Regions from separate parts of the Mus musculus genome. Here region 2 is linked to region 1. Evidence: chromatin contacts called from public HiChIP or PLAC-seq data. All regions are on one chromosome and are shown on one strand. Each heading gives the region's core, a stretch centred on a gene start, on an enhancer-like site or on the middle of the called end of the contact. The rest is flanking DNA. Distances are from core to core; before and after follow the strand shown. Region 1 has its middle 9.5 kb from the start of Gm4872. Region 2 overlaps Creb5 (cAMP responsive element binding protein 5).

The links. HiChIP or PLAC-seq counts read pairs in DNA pulled down with a chosen protein or histone mark.
Region 2: an H3K27ac HiChIP or PLAC-seq map of oligodendrocyte precursor cells shows a contact between it and region 1, with 4 times the contacts expected there. The contact joins two enhancer-like sites. A contact is called at or near these places in 1 of 15 datasets of contacts at CTCF or cohesin (pro-B cells), 6 of 484 Hi-C or Micro-C datasets (cerebellar granule neurons, embryonic cerebral cortex, embryonic fibroblasts and 2 more) and 2 of 115 datasets of contacts at active chromatin or transcription factors (oligodendrocyte precursor cells and pancreatic cancer cells).

The regions. Positions count from the first base shown.
Region 1 is chr6:53,208,471-53,216,148 of GRCm38.p6, forward strand. No RefSeq gene overlaps it. Among named protein-coding and RNA genes, the nearest start is that of Gm4872, 9.5 kb to the right of the region's middle. Within about 2 kb of position 3,826, at least 18 of the 459 cell types and tissues checked have an H3K27ac peak or open chromatin away from gene starts, as enhancers often do. A contact at or near this core is called in oligodendrocyte precursor cells, where this site is marked.
Region 2 is chr6:53,633,452-53,641,129 of GRCm38.p6, forward strand. The region is part of intron 7 of Creb5 (cAMP responsive element binding protein 5); the gene reads left to right. Among named protein-coding and RNA genes, the nearest start is that of Gm33392, 44 kb to the left of the region's middle. Within about 2 kb of position 4,365, at least 36 of the 459 cell types and tissues checked have an H3K27ac peak or open chromatin away from gene starts, as enhancers often do. A contact at or near this core is called in oligodendrocyte precursor cells, where this site is marked.

The sequences.
Region 1 (7,678 bases), core at 2,576-5,075:
TCTTGTTAGCCTCATCTCCACACAGATGTTTAATAGGGAACTCAAGTTTTCCAGCGACAAACAGAAAGACTGCTCCATGATTCATTACATCTTTTTTTTTTCCCCCTTACAATCATTCTGTCACAGTAATCGGCTCTGCCATTCAACAATGCCTGGAGTAGAAGACTAGCTAGAACTAGTTAGCTTTCCCTTTTGTTTACTCTTTCATGACGAATCACTAAAACTTGTCAACATTTCCATCTGAAAGCACCCCTACCATGCCCACATCTCCCACCTCTAACCCCCTCTTCCACACACATCATCATTTTCTCTAGTCTTAGCTACAGTAACCTTCCTGAGTAACATATTTGCTTCTGTTGTTCCCTTATGAGCCTTTCCCTACACAGTAGCCAGAAAGCTATTAAAAATTGTAGTCAAACCATTAGCAAGGCTTCTGATGATAGGAGTTATCAAAGCCATTTTTCCTCAGGTCATAAAAATCTCCTTGGTATAGACTGTAAACTCCTCTAACCACCTCCATCATAACATGCTTTGTCCCGAGTGCACTATAAGCATGGTTTTTAGCCACAACTGACTTCTCTTTATTCCTTACCCTGCCAATGCCACTTTAGCCCCCTTTATTTCTCCACTCAATGAAAGAAAGCCCCAGGTAAATAGAATCAGCAGATAAATACACAGGCATCGTATTCAGCTGGTTTTATCTGGCTTTGATTCTGAAAAGCAGCGTGGACATAACCAAGCAAGCCATGTTCATTTCTTTCAAGTATGCTATGCATTAGTCTTTCTCAAAAGTTATAAATTTTGGCTCCAAGAAATATTTCAAACCCGAGAATCTGCATTTTGTCACGGAGCTCAGAACAACTTGATGACCTGATTTATAAACTGCATTAAAACACAACGGCTTGCTTTGAAGGGGAGGGCCCTGAACTGTATAGATCCAGTGTTTACCGTAGGCAATGGTGTTGTCTGTACACAGTAGGTATTTGGTAACACATGATTACTCAGATTAAACGTTTGCTAGAGTGTAACTCGAGCATCACTGTGGCCTGTGTTGAGATGTCATCTATTACTGGCATCTTGTTTGTCTCCACCCTTCCCACCTCTCCCACTAGCTGACATTTCTGTTGTCCTTGCAATCAGTTCCCCTTCGAGATTTTCCTTCCTTCCTTCCTTTGTCTATTTACTGCGGCCACACATCCTGCTGAACAGGCTTGGAGCAGATATTCGTCCAACTTTTAACATCTGTACACAGGGGTTCTCAAAATCTCAGTGAAGTAGTTTTACACCTACCCCTGAGAGAGAAAACACAAGCAGAGATATGAAAATTGTTTGTCTTACTTGGGGCAGATAAGAGGGTTCTTTGAGAACCAATTTGGACATAAATGGGTTTGTATTGCATTTCCCTTTAAAGAGAAAGTCTGGTTTTGTTTAGGCCCGGTATTAAATTTAGCATCAGTGCTCATAATCCATCAAACTTATTAGTTAAGAGATCAAAATATCAAAATAAGTATTTCTGTTTGGAGGCATACTGTTTAAATAACTGTGGTACCCTTCATACATGTGGGCCTGTCCCCTATTTGCTTTCGGGATTTCCTAAAATCCAATCAGCTACCTGCTACATCCATCGAGCCACAAGGAATATAAGGGAGCAAGACAAATAAATGGCTGGTTGCCTTCCATAACTACTATGCCTCAGTCTAAAGGTTCTCTTGCCTTAGACTTTCTTTTTAGTAAAATCCAACTGATAAATTTTTTTCATGGTACATCCTGCTTGTGGTTGACCACAGGAAAGATCTGAGAGCCACAGAGCCATCAAGGCATCCCCAAACACAAAAGGGGTCTGATTACATTTCATTTGTCAATTTTAGTAAGGGGCAGACTTCACTCTCAAGGAATTTCAGATATCCTTTGCAAGAAAATAGCTTCCAAAATGACACGAATAAACACTGTATTTTTAAGGTGTGGTCAAGTTTGCATCTGTTTTTCCTTTTTCTCCATTAGGATCCCTTGACTGTCAAACACCTTTTGAGGACTTTTTCTAATCAGCAATAACAAAGTAATAATTGTTGAGTACTTACTACTGACACAGCTCCTTCCAAGCTGAGACGGAGTCCACTGGCAACCTCATAATGTCAGGAGGCACTTTGCTTTGGGATAGCTGTTCTCAAATATTATCAGAATTAAGCATTTTAGGGGATTGTCCAGAATGCACCCTGCTTCAGGAGTTTGTTTAGGAAGGGCCGTAGGCATTAAAAATTCACAAGCTCCTTAGTGACCCAACTGTGACAGTCACGTGTAGCAGGAAACATAAAAATAAGCAGTCCACGTTATCCTGGTGAAGACACCAGCGGGCCTTGTTCTCATCTCTCTGACGTGAAGCTCTGAAATCTTTCCTCCCAGCTCAATAAGTTCCCATGGCAGGTTGTTACAATGCCAGCCCCACTCTTCTAAATTCCCCTGGCTGGTTGGGGTGCCCTGCCACTGTACTTCTTCTCTGGAACCCAGGTGAGTCTCTTGTGTAGGAAAACAGCACACAATCTTAGTTTAGCATCAAAAGGCAACACAATCACTGGGTGCAGCAACTGGCATCCTAACAGTAAGCCGTTCTAAGTTAAATCCTCTGGTAGTGGATCCCAACAGATCTGCCACCAGAATGGGGGCGGGGGTAGGCGAGGGGCGTATCCTTGCTACCTACATCTTGACTCCATCGTCCTCCCCATCCAAAAGGGCAGACCCTTTTTTTCCTGCCTTGCCTCTTCTTCTCTCTGACCTGGAAGTCCCACCTACTACTCGCCCAGTGATTGGTCCCCTGAAATCTTATTCATAAGGGCAAGGTTCTGCCACAACCACCCAGGGGAAGAGCAGTGATCCCAGAAGCCTTCTGATAGATTAATTCCAATCAACGTATTGGGCACTTTCTCTCTAAAAGGATCGATCGTTCTCAATTCACAGAACAGTGACAATTTTCAAGTCTATTAGCTGAAGCCACCTGTCCTTGCATCGTTGGCTTTTCCTCAGTGTAGGTCAGGTTATAATTATGCTGGTGCTGGGTCACACACTAGGGGATCTGCTGGTGATTGTATTTCTACAAGTTTCCAGAGCTTACCCTCACACTGGCCTTCCAGCTGGTGTGGAGTGGCACTGGTGAGCAAAGTCTTTGAATTAAGGCTGCTCCTCTGGGGCTGGCTCTCTGCCCAAGGCTCCTGCACTGAGAAAACAGAGCCAGATTCAAAGTTAAACATTCATAAAAATCGGAACCGCAGCAATTTTGAGTCCTTGCCAATGTGTCCTCTTGTTTAACTCCCCTCCCCCCTCACTCTCTCTCTCCCCCTTCCCTCCCTCCATCAGTCTCTCCTTCTTCCCTTCCTCCCCCCCCCCCTTAAAAAGGCTTCCTAGAGTAAGATGTTTCATATATAGTCTTACCCATGAAAGTAGCCTCTTTGCCAGAGTTAGAACTTTACTCTCCCTCCACGCCATAATGTGGCCATTTCTACCCTTGGTACTAATTGGTGTTATCAGGAGAGCAAGGCATCAATGCTCTCCCTGTTCCTTCACAAGTAGGGCTCACAGTTTGTTGGCTGGTGCTTCCCATGTGGCTCTATTCAAATTAAACTTATTCTGTGTGAATGGAGCTCTATAAATGGTGGCTTTGCAGAGCTGTTGCGTCTTCAGGACACACTACCATGAAACACATTTCCTGTCACTTCCTCTGACTTGACAGCAGCTGAGCAATGCCATGGGACCTCCCTATCCTACCTGTGGAGTTAGGGCCACTTAGAGTGAGTGTAGCCCACGATTCCCTGCTTTGCCATGGGTTTCTGAGGACATCTGTAAATCATTGTGTTAAATGCAAAAGCACACTTATCACAGCCAGCCTCTTGCTTGGGTCTGATATTTCCTGTTTTGAAGGTTTCCTTGGCATCCCACACTGTTGATGGAACACCAGCTGCTTTTAGTGGCTCAGATTTATAGGCTCTTTCATCAATTATCTTGCCATTTTACCCAAATTTTATGTAATTGAGGAGAAGGTTAAACTATCTCCTATGTAAACACAAGGCTTAATTTTTGCCCCTGTTTTGCATGCTTAATTTGTTTTTCCAATGGGACCATTGATCTCTAATGCTATTAAACCCCATCAAGCTTTGTAACTGGACCACACTAGAAATATTGTTCATGACAGACTGAAAGTAAAGTATGACTTACCTAAGACTCACAGTCTTTGAAAATTTATTTGATTTTTAATACTATTGACCTCTTTTGAAATAAGAGAGTAGAACTAAGAGATCAAAAACAAACAAAAACAAACAACAAACAAAACAGATGCTATGCATGACTTGACAGTCCCCAGCTGGAAGATGGGCTGACAGGAACAGTGGCTTCTTGATAGAAATCTCTCTTTCTCTCTCTCTCTCTCACTCTCTCTCTCTCTCTCTCTCTCTCTCTCTCTCTCTCTCTCTCTCGTGTGTGTGTGTGTGTGTGTGTGTATGTATGTATGCGCGTGTGAACATACACATGCATGTGGAGGCCAGAGGCCAACCTCAGGTATTGTTCTTAGGTGCTGCCCCCACTACCCCTTTTAGGTAAGGTCTCCCACTTGGCTTAGAACTTGCTGACTAAAGGCTGGCCAACCATGGAGCTTTGGGGCTCCAGCTATTTCTGGCTACCTAGCACTGGGATTGTAAGCATGTGCCATAAGTCTGTATTCGTTCATCCACTCATTCATTCGTTTGTTAAACAAGGGAGCTGTTCTGACAAGCACTTTACTGACTGAGATATTTCCAAGGCTTGGTAGTAGAAATTCTCGAGTGATGGCTGTGGTTCACACGTGATCATTGAGAGACACTTAGACCTACAAACGATTGCATTGCTTTGTCTAAAAAAACCAGAGCAGCTAGACCAATGTACAAGAGTGTTCATGGTGTAGTGACATTTGTATGCCATGTATTGATAGAATGGAACAAATATTTCTGCACAAGTCCTGACACACTTCTGGTGAAACTTCTCCTTGTTGCTTTTGCCTGAATGCTTGAAGATGGGCTGCTCACTACTTTGTGGGCTAGCCAGGTGCTCATTTGGCACAGGGCCCAGTCTGTCTACTTGAAATTTCACCCATTTACTTCATTACTGAATCAGCACTTGCTGAGCGCTTTGTCTACCCTCTGCTGACTAGACATGGTTCTTGCTGTTGTGGTGGGCTGGGCTAATTCATGGTTCCTTAACCTTTTTTATTATTGTTCCTTAAGAGAGACTTACTGTTTTCTCTCCCTAATCACCCCTCTATTGCATGAAAACATAATATCACAAAAAGATGCTATATCTATCTACGTAGTCTGCATACCTGTGCTTGGTCTGTGTGTGGTGTGTGTCTGTTGTATGTGGTGTGTGTGTTTGTGTAGTATGTGTGGTATGGTGTGTGTGTGTGTGTGTGTGTGTGTGTGTGTGTGTGTGTATCTTTTATCATCCAGGCTGACTGCTCAGATCTGTAATCCCGGTGCTCAGGAAGCTAAGGAGGATTATGAGTTGAAAGCCAGACTGTGTTACACTGTGAGTTCCAGGCCAGCTGGGGCTATACATATTCTGCTATACTTCTAGACCGGAGCCTAGCATAATCATCACCAGAGAGGCTTTGTTCAGCGACTGATGGGAGCAGATGTAAGGATCCACAGCCAAACAGATAGAGGTGGGGGAGTCCTGTGGAAGAGGGAGAGGAAGGATTGTAAGAGCTACTGGGGTCAAGGATACTAAAAGAAAATCCATAGAACCAACTAACCTGGTCTCATAGGGCCTCACAGAGACTGACCTGACAATACTGGAGCCTACATGGGTCTAACTAACCTAGGTCCTCTGCATGTATGTTATGGTTGTGTAGCTTGGTCTTCTTGTGGGATTCCTAACAGTGGGCACGGTGGTTATCTTTGACTCTTTTGCCTGCTTTTTTGAGACACTTTTCCTCTGGCTGGGTTGCCTCATCTAGCTTTGATACAAGGGTGTGTACCTAGCCTTGTTGTAACTTGCTATGCTGTGCTTGGTTGATATCCCTGGGAGGTCTGCTCTTTTCTTATGGGAAACAGAGGAGGGGTGAATTTGGGGGAAAGGGGAAGTGGGGAGAAAGGACTGGGAGGAGAAACTATAGTTGGGATATAATATATGAGAAAAATTAATTAATTAATTAATTAAAATAAATGTTTGACTAGAAAATGACTTCATATTTTAATACTAAACTAAAAGAAAATTATATATTTCTCAAAGGGGGGGGAAGAGAGAGGGAGAGAGAGAGAGAGAGAGAGAGAGAGAGAGAGAGAGAGAGAGAGACTCTGTCTCTAACTAAGAGAACAAGCATTATTTTATAAAACAATGTCTCCCTTTCAGGGTACCAGAGGTAACATCCCTACTGTTAGTGCATTGTCTAGTGGGAACTGATGACACAGGCCATTATCTAATGTCCTGATATGCCCCTTGCTGTTCTGCCTCTCTTCTCTTGTTCCTGCTCACTACATTTTAAGAAGACTATACTTCATATGTACCTCATTGTCACCTTAGCCATTGACAGTGGTTGGAACAATGTCTTCCTGAAAGGTATGAGCAGCTAAGACCTTCAATGGAACTTAACTTGGACAAAACATCATTGCAGATGTAATTAACGATTTTGAGGCGATGTCATCCTGGATTGTTCAAATATAATCTAAGTCTGTGGAACAAGCATCTCTATATGGGGATGGCGGAGGAAGATTTGAACCAAAGGCAAAGGCCACGTAAAGATGGAGGCAGAGGCTGGAAACATGAGCCGCAATAAAGAAAACTGCGAAATGCCAAGGGATGCCCACAGCTATGGTCACAACGAGGAGGTTTCCCTCAGAGCACCAGAAGAGAGCATGGCCTATCCCAAGCTTTGATGTGGACCTCTAACCTCCAAAGGCTCAGCATCTGCATTCTGAGCAAGTAGGCTGATGACTGGTTTGTACTAGCCTGGCCACGGTGACTCTGAGCTTGCTGCCAGAGGGAAGCTCCTAAGCACTGACAACTATGTAGACATCCATCCCATCCTCCTGTCTCTGCGGACCTCCTACCAAATCCTCCTGAGCCACCCAACCCATTCCCATGTCCTACAGTCTCAGCTTAGCAATAATGATTATGGTTTTTCCTTTCTGTTTTTTTTTTTTTTTAGAACTTACTGTGTGTGTGTGTGTGTGTGTGTGTGTGCGCGTGCGCGCGCTTTTGCCATGTGGATTCAGGAATGGAATTCAGGTCATCAGGCTTACTGACTGAGCCATTGCTGGCCCTGAAATAAGCATTTTAGAAATATTAAAACATAGATCCATGACTTTGTGTTAACTGGATAGGATTATGCAGACCACTCAGGACCCCTACTTGCTTTCCTCATTAGCTAACTTGTCATAGACATCTCTCCATGTCAATAAAAGTAGCTACCCATCATCATTTTAATAGCTGCCTGGTTTCCATTGTGTGGATTACTGTAATTTATTTAACCAATCTCCTATTGATGGATGCTAATGTCCCTCTTCAAATGGAATAGCCATTTTGACACACGGAACCATAAATCTGGCCTTGCCAATATAGTGAGCTTGTTACGAATTTTGACTTGAACGCTGCACTTATTTTAACGTGGTTATCTTGTTAGCCTTGCAGGCTAGTTATTAGTCTTTTTTTTTTAATAGCA
Region 2 (7,678 bases), core at 3,115-5,614, 430 kb after region 1:
GGATTGAGAGTTACATATGTCTTGACTTTCCAATTTAATATTTTAATGTCACGATTGACCAGGTGTAACAGAACATCACTTGACAGTGGAAAGCTCTAAATAATCAGAGGAATACTGCATCTCCAAAAACCGTTAGTCATAGTAACAGTTAAACATATTTTCTTCTTGTCTTTAGCATTTTTGTTGTTGTTGTTGTTTCAAGACAGGGTTTCTCTGTATAGCCCTAGTTGCCCTGGCACTCACTCTGTAGACCAGGCTGGCCTCTAACTCAGAAATCCGCCTGCCTCTGCCTCCCAAGTGCTGGGATTAAAGGCATGCACTATCACTGCCCAGCTGTCTTTAACATTTTTGATATGCAAGTATACATGCTATATATCCAATAACCCCATTCTTAGAACAAGACTGTCAGCAGTCATTGCCAACCAGGGCTATGCTTCTACATTGTTCTCCTAAATCAAGATTACCCACGTCCTGAAGTCTGTACAGTCCATGTTGTAAAACATGTGTTTATCACAATGTATGTTGCTATAGTGAAGCACGAGGCCCAGAGCTGCACTATGCATATTTTAATGACATATTGCGAAAGTTTTAGTTTTTAACTTTCTAAGACCTACCACAACCTCCCAAAAGCTCCCCAAAGGTCACCAGCTGGGGAACAAGAGTCAGACACATGAGGCTATGCTGTTGTTGTTTTTTTTTTTTAATCAAATCTTCGTGATGCATTAATCATGTCTAATCTTTATCATAGATACTTAATATGCAAGAAACAGAGCTTGTGGATCAATGCAAAATATATGACCCTTCTTCAAGTTAAAAATCTTTGTAGTTTCTAGATCCATTTTAATTGGTAAAAGATAATAACATATTCATCATGTCTTTTTTTTTATGTTTTTACAGTGCAGTAACCAAATCCAAAGTGAGTATAGTTTATATGATACATTTTAAAACTAATTATCACGTGAAAATTATCAAATTAAATATACTTTAAATGTTCCCATTTAAGTGTGTAATTGCGTGTCATGAGGTGAGATTCGAAATCTAACTTTAATGGGGTGAATGTATCAGGCAATGAAATTTCAGGTTTCCATCAGCTTCATATTATACACAGGCTTTCTTAGTCCCAAGGAGGCTTCAATTTTCAACTGGCTGGATACAGATTTAAAAAAAAATGTTTAGGGCTGAGAAGGATATGTTTGACCACCTCGTCAAAATTAAATGACACGTGCAGGGTGTAGAGAGTCTGTGAGGGTTCCTAGGCTCCTTCTAAACACAGAAGAAAGCCCTTTCCCTTTCTGCCCATGAAAAGAAAGCATCCCTTGGGCCATGGGCTGGGAAGAAGAGGTAGAGCAGCCACCTGAGTGTGGCCCTGTGGACAGGGTGACACAGAGGCGTGTCTAGCTCCTATCTGGGCTGCCCTTCACTCCCTGCTTTAAACACAATCCTGGCTTTGCTTGGAAGGGTGGCCACTGCGGTCATTTCATTCAAGAAGAAAACTAACAGATCTGGGGTTTGCATGCCCAGACCATGGAGACCCTTAGGACTTTGGCTATAGAGTGCTCTTAGATTTTAGCAGTAGCCATTTCAGAATTACTCTATTATTTCTGCTCTATTATTTATTTGTGTGGGCAACTTATGTGGTTCACAAAAATCTAGGAGGTGTGCTTTCCACCTCCTAGTAAGACTAAGTTACTCAGTTGTATAAAAAGTTTTGTGTTATAGGTACACCTCCAGCTTTTATTATGAATGTTGCAATTCTTTTTTAACTTCCATTTTGAAATAATTTAGGCTTATGGAAATGTTGTCGGAGTAGCACAGCAAACTCACAAATTCACCAAAGCTTCTTTCTATAATAGTAACATCTTTTATAAACTTAATATAATTTTGAAAGCCGGGAAAGCACATTGACTCTGCTTTCAGTTGGACCGCAGATCACCTCTGTTTGCTCGCTGTGCCTTCACGCCACTCTGTCCTGCTCCAGCATCCAAGGCCACACTACATTTAGTTGTCAGGTGTCTTCCTTGACCTTACTCAACCCATGACTAAGTTTCAGTCTTTCCTTTATGATCTTGACCTTTGAAATCACATTGGTCAGTTCTCTGGTCGAGTGTTCTTAAGTCTGTGTTTCCTTGTGGTTAGATTAAGGTTATGAAAGTGTATGCAAATGTTAGACATTTGCAGAAAGAATGACCATCCAGAAGTGACATCGCACTTCTTTGTCATGTGGTGTCAAAAGATACGTGACAGTAATTTGTGTGTGTGTGGGGGGGAGGAGGGAGATGGGTTCATGTGTGTGAGTGCACGCATGTGTGTGCCGTAGAGTATCTGTAGAAAGTCAGAAGACAGCCTCTGATGGTGAGGCTGCTGTTTCCTGTAGCACGCACTGCGCCAGCTGGTCCTTGAACTCCTGGGGAGTCTCCTGGCTCCACCTTCTTTAACACAGGAACATTGGGGTTACAAATGCTATGCCCCACTCTACAGCCTAGGCGTTTAGTCTCAGGTCTCAGTGTTAGCTACCGAGCCATCTCATCAGCTATGGCTTTGTGATAAAAGAATACTCAGTTTTAAGGAAAATAGCCACATACAAATCTGAACTGTGAGGTGAGCATTGATCTCATCTGCATTAACAAAATTATTACTTTCCAATGGGATTTAATTTAGATTTCAATTAAATAACAACCTTAATTGCTGTACATTTTAAGTGTGGCTCCTTTAACAAATGTTGTCATCTATATAGCTTTTTGAGACAGGATCTCTAACAATGTCGTCTTCCAAGATAAACTGTCTACCTTCTCAAACAGTATTGGGTAACCTCTGATGTGATTAGAAGACGAAGTGGGATTCTCATACCTGGCAGGATGCTGATGGAAGAAAGAACTGATCTTGTCTCTGCTCATTGGCCTTTTTTTTTTTTTAATGAAATCTTTTTACTACTAGAGTCAATAGCTTGGAAAATTAAACATGTCTTTGGGGAAGAGCTAGCCTAAGAGGTACTGAGCCATACCATACTGAGAGTCAGTATAGACAGAGTGGATGTCATTCAAACCTTATACACCTGGTCCTAGTTCCTGGGAGACAGTTTGGGAACAGGTGCCAGGTACTTTGAGGGCATAAACCTTGGAGAAGAACCTCCAGTTCTGCTCCAAAGAATCTGCCCAGAAAATGATAGTCCCAGGTGCAGGCAGGAGGTTACAATCCGGTCATCCACTTCAGCCCTGCCGTTGAGCACTGTGGAAATCATTAAGTACCTGTTAGTAAGGGAAGAGTGGAATGTGATGCGGCAGCTAAAAGTCATGCTTCCTAAACCAATAAATGATCACAGCACAGTAATTTATTATGTGGAAAAATAAAAATATTGTCTATACTGTTTGAAAGTATTCTTTTACACACACACACACACACACACACACACACACACACACACTCCACTGGTAGGAACACCAACCATGAGCAAGCATCAGTAACAGTGAGAATTCGGCCTGGTGGTTATTTTCTTCCCTGTGTTGTTTGCCTGGCTCTTTTTGGGAACAAGGCACAGGTATTATAGAGACTGAAACTTCCAGCCACCCCGCAGGTGCCCTTTAGGAAGCTTGTGGAACCCTCTGTCCAATTCCTCTTCCAATAGCAGCCATTGAAACTTTAAAAATAACCAAATGGCATTTAAAATTTGATTTTGAGTGCTTCTGGACACGTGTGGGCATCCAGTTTCACCCTGCGATGAACTGCATAGTTAAATACGTCAGGCAATTTAGTGGCTATGATACTTATCCCAGGGACATTTTTATGGACAGAGATTTGTAAGTGAAATCTCCCTCTTTTCTTTGTATAAAAAACTCCCATGGCATGTTTCCATCTGTGTGGGATCATCCTTCTAAACTTCAAAATTATTAAAAATACATTTTAGCTCAACAAAGTATGCTACCTTAGTGTCCCATCTCCACCGAAATAAAAGGCTTCCATACATTTTCTTTAAAAAAATATTTATCTGTATTTGAAGAAAAATTGACAGCTAAATTGTCTATGGTTGACTTTAAAAGTAAGAGCATCTGTGGGAGCTAAGGATTTGGTGAAAGAGAAGAGAAGGCTAGCCTTTCAGGAAATATGAAATCTCATTTAAATACAAGTTAGAAGATACATTTTTTGTTATTTTTTTCAAGGTTAGTCTTGGAAATTAACAACAGCAACAAAAACCCCTTCAAGCTCATCAAATCACAAAAGCCAAATATCTAGGTTTCATTTTTAATCAAACAGGCTAAATATTCATGTTTTTGTGGCTAAATGAAGCTTTTGTATGCCATGCTCCAGCCCCTCTCCATGAATAGTGGCTTTGTGGCTGGGTGAGGTCACTGCAGGGGACAGTGAGGTAAGATCACAGCTGAGACCACAGGCCCCTCTGCTGCACCCTGCACCAGCTTTCTCGAAGCCAGAGAGCTGCCGTTCGTTCTCCACCAAAGGCCCTCAGTTTGTTTGTGCCGGGCTGTGGCCCCTCTTGCCTGTGAACAGGGATGGCACCATGTGCCGTGAATAATTCAAGTGTTGCGTGAGGGCCGGAATGGCAAGAAAGAGCATGTGGTTGGCTGGGACTGCAGTATTCTATGGTTTCTGCTCCTTTAAACACCCCTGGTGGCCACCTGCTCTGTGATGAAAAACTGCGTCCTTCACTTCCTCTAGCTCTGTGACAGGATCCGTGAGGGATGGCAGCCGTAGTTGTGGGACTGTACCTTGATGCTCTTGCCTCCCATGCAGTGACAGGCTGTCACCCGCAGATTCATTAAGGATGAATGATGGATCATATTTTACCTACACTTCCTACTAACCAGACAGAGGAATGAGTCAGTTGCCAAGAGCCTGTTGGCAAGCAGCCCCTGGCTAACAGTGTTAGCGCTGCAAGAACATGAAAAAAAGTTTACTCTCCTTTCCCCTTCAACAAGATCTCTAAGATTGGACCCCCTACTTTACAGAGCTGTGGGATGCTTCGATCTCCACTCAATATCAAATGACATCCGACTTAGACAGTGTTGAGACACCATGCCCAGCCTTTTCTTGTGTCTGCCCCTGCAGGTGCCACAGCAACTGGGACATCTACTTTTTAATAATCTCCTAGAACACTCTCTTCCTCATGGACCCAGCATCCCAGAACTGTGCCTTCTCCCCACCTTACCTGTAAGGATGGGGAGGTAGATGTCTTAGAGTGCACTCTGTTGGTTACACTTTGACCATTCCAAGTGGGGATAAACAAAACATTGAGGCTGGCTCGGTTAGGCAGTAACATGTGGCTTATATGATCTTATATGACAAACATATGCCTCGGCAGACTGGGGAGTCGGGATATTAGCACTGACTGGTTTACGATCCGTGTGCCACAGGCATGGAGAGAAGGTGCACTAGACGCTCCTGTCGGAAAACGTCCTCTGCACTTGGACAGAAGTCTTAGGAGAGCGGCGGAAACTGAGCAGATAATCGGAAGTGTGATGGGCCCTTGTCTCAGTTTCCCTTGACAGGCTGTGGAGGAGGGTTGACTGGCGGGCGTCACACAAGCAGCTCCTCAAGACCCCACCAGCAGCAGACTTGCTACTCTGGAGTGTGGATTGGTATGAGAGAGACCGGAGGCCTTGGTAGAGAGACACATTCGGTTCTAACATCCAGGGGTCTCTGGAACGCCACACGGGAAATGATCACTATTTTTTGGGGCAGTAGGAATAACTGGAGGATTTGGAGCAGGAAGAGACAAGATGACATTAGTTTTTCTGGACTGTGAATCTGGAAGTGTTGTGTAGGAGCACACGTCAGCTCATAGTAATGAAGAAAAAGCTTCACTAAGCTGGAAATACCACAATCTGTGCTTTGGGGACATGAACTAAATTATGACCCCTGTGCGTTTCTGCTGAGCACACACTCTGATGGTTTCCCACTATGAACAGAGTGAACGCTGTCAGCCAAAGGCCTAACCATGACTCAGATGGCCCCTAAAACACATGACCTGGACACTAGAGTGTACTTCTGCTGTTTATTGTTATTAATCCTTTTATTAGACATTTGTATGGCTCTACTGTGCATCAGGCATCATGATAGACCCTAAGTGTAAGGAGAAATAGAAAAATGAAATAAACTCTGCTGTACAGGAATGCATCTGTAATTGCTGTAGATTGGAACCTGGGGATGTGCGGAAGCACAGAATGGCGGGCACAGACAGTTCTAAGGAATGCAAACCTTCCTGGTCTTGGTGTAGTCTGTGATTGTGTGGCTTTGCATGTAAGATGAGCTCTGTGTAAGGAGCAAGCCAGGCCAGAGGAAGGACCTGCCATCAGCCTTTGTCATCCAGTGGTTCCTCAGCTTCATTGCAGTGACCAAAACAATTGATAAGTGCAACTTAAAGAAAACATGTGACTTGGCAGATGATTTTATAGGTTTCTGGCCACAGTGCCCAAACATCATGGTTGGAAATGTATCATGTGCTCAATTTGTGGGACAAAAGAAGGGGAGAGGAGAAGAGAGAAGAAAACGAGGAAGCTAGGAAAAGAGGGGAAAAATAAGGAGGGATGGAGGGAGGGAGGAGAGAAAGGGAGAGAGAGAGAGAGAGACAGAGAGAGAGACAGACAGACAGACAGACAGACAGACAGACCTGGGGACAAGATACACCGTTCAAAAACAAACCCTAAGCAACCCACTTCCTCCAACTAGACCTCACCTCCTAATAACCCATATCGATGAAGTTATCATTTACTTCATCAATGAAGTTAACTCTCTCCTAATGTGGTCTCCCCTCAATAGTGCCATCAGCTGAGGAACAAGCCTTTGGAGGCATTTTCTATTCAAACCATAGCACTCGGTAAAAGCAAGCTGGATGGAATGGCTCCTGGATGTCTATTAGATACAGACCCAGTTCCTTGGCACGGACACAGGAATCTTTCCTCTAAGTTTTAATCCAGGACCCAAATCTTCCATAACCACTCTGCCAGGTCCTCCAGCACCACCGAGGTCATCTGTCTCAGTCACGACCAAACACCTTAAGCCCAGCCAAGTTACAAATGGTGTTCAAAGGTATCTGCTGGGAGTTGACAATTTTCAGACAGAGAGACAGAGACCGAGATCACTCGGCTGTCCTTGGTGCATAAGTTGCCAGGTAGAGCAGCTTGATATCCCTAGATAATTGATTCAGGCACTCACCTTTCTGCAAATGTATAACAAACCATTAATAAATGAGTTCTGACATTCTGCAACTGTTGGCTGGTACCAAGTCAAACACAGGCACCACCCTTCATGTTGTATTATTGCAGCTATCAGTCAGCCTGGCTGATCTTTGCAGCCTACTGTTGTAGATTATCAATCTGAGACCATCGGTCCTGAATGCTGTGTAATGCTAGCACACAAACTCTTCGGTAGTGCTTTGTGGTATGGGGCCAGCAGTGGGGCCTGTAGAGCAGAGGCGGTGGTATTTCCTAAGAGTACTGAAGTAGCCACAGCTGCTGTCACTGACACTGTTACCCTTGCTGCCATGTTCTCTATTCAGAGCATAGAAAGACCAAATGACAAGAGGTGAGAGAGAAATCTGTATCCACCTATAGCTGAGTCTATGACTGTGCAGATGAGACACACACAGAAGCCATACATGCACACACACACACACACACACACACACACACACACACACACACACACACACACACACGGCCATGCCCGG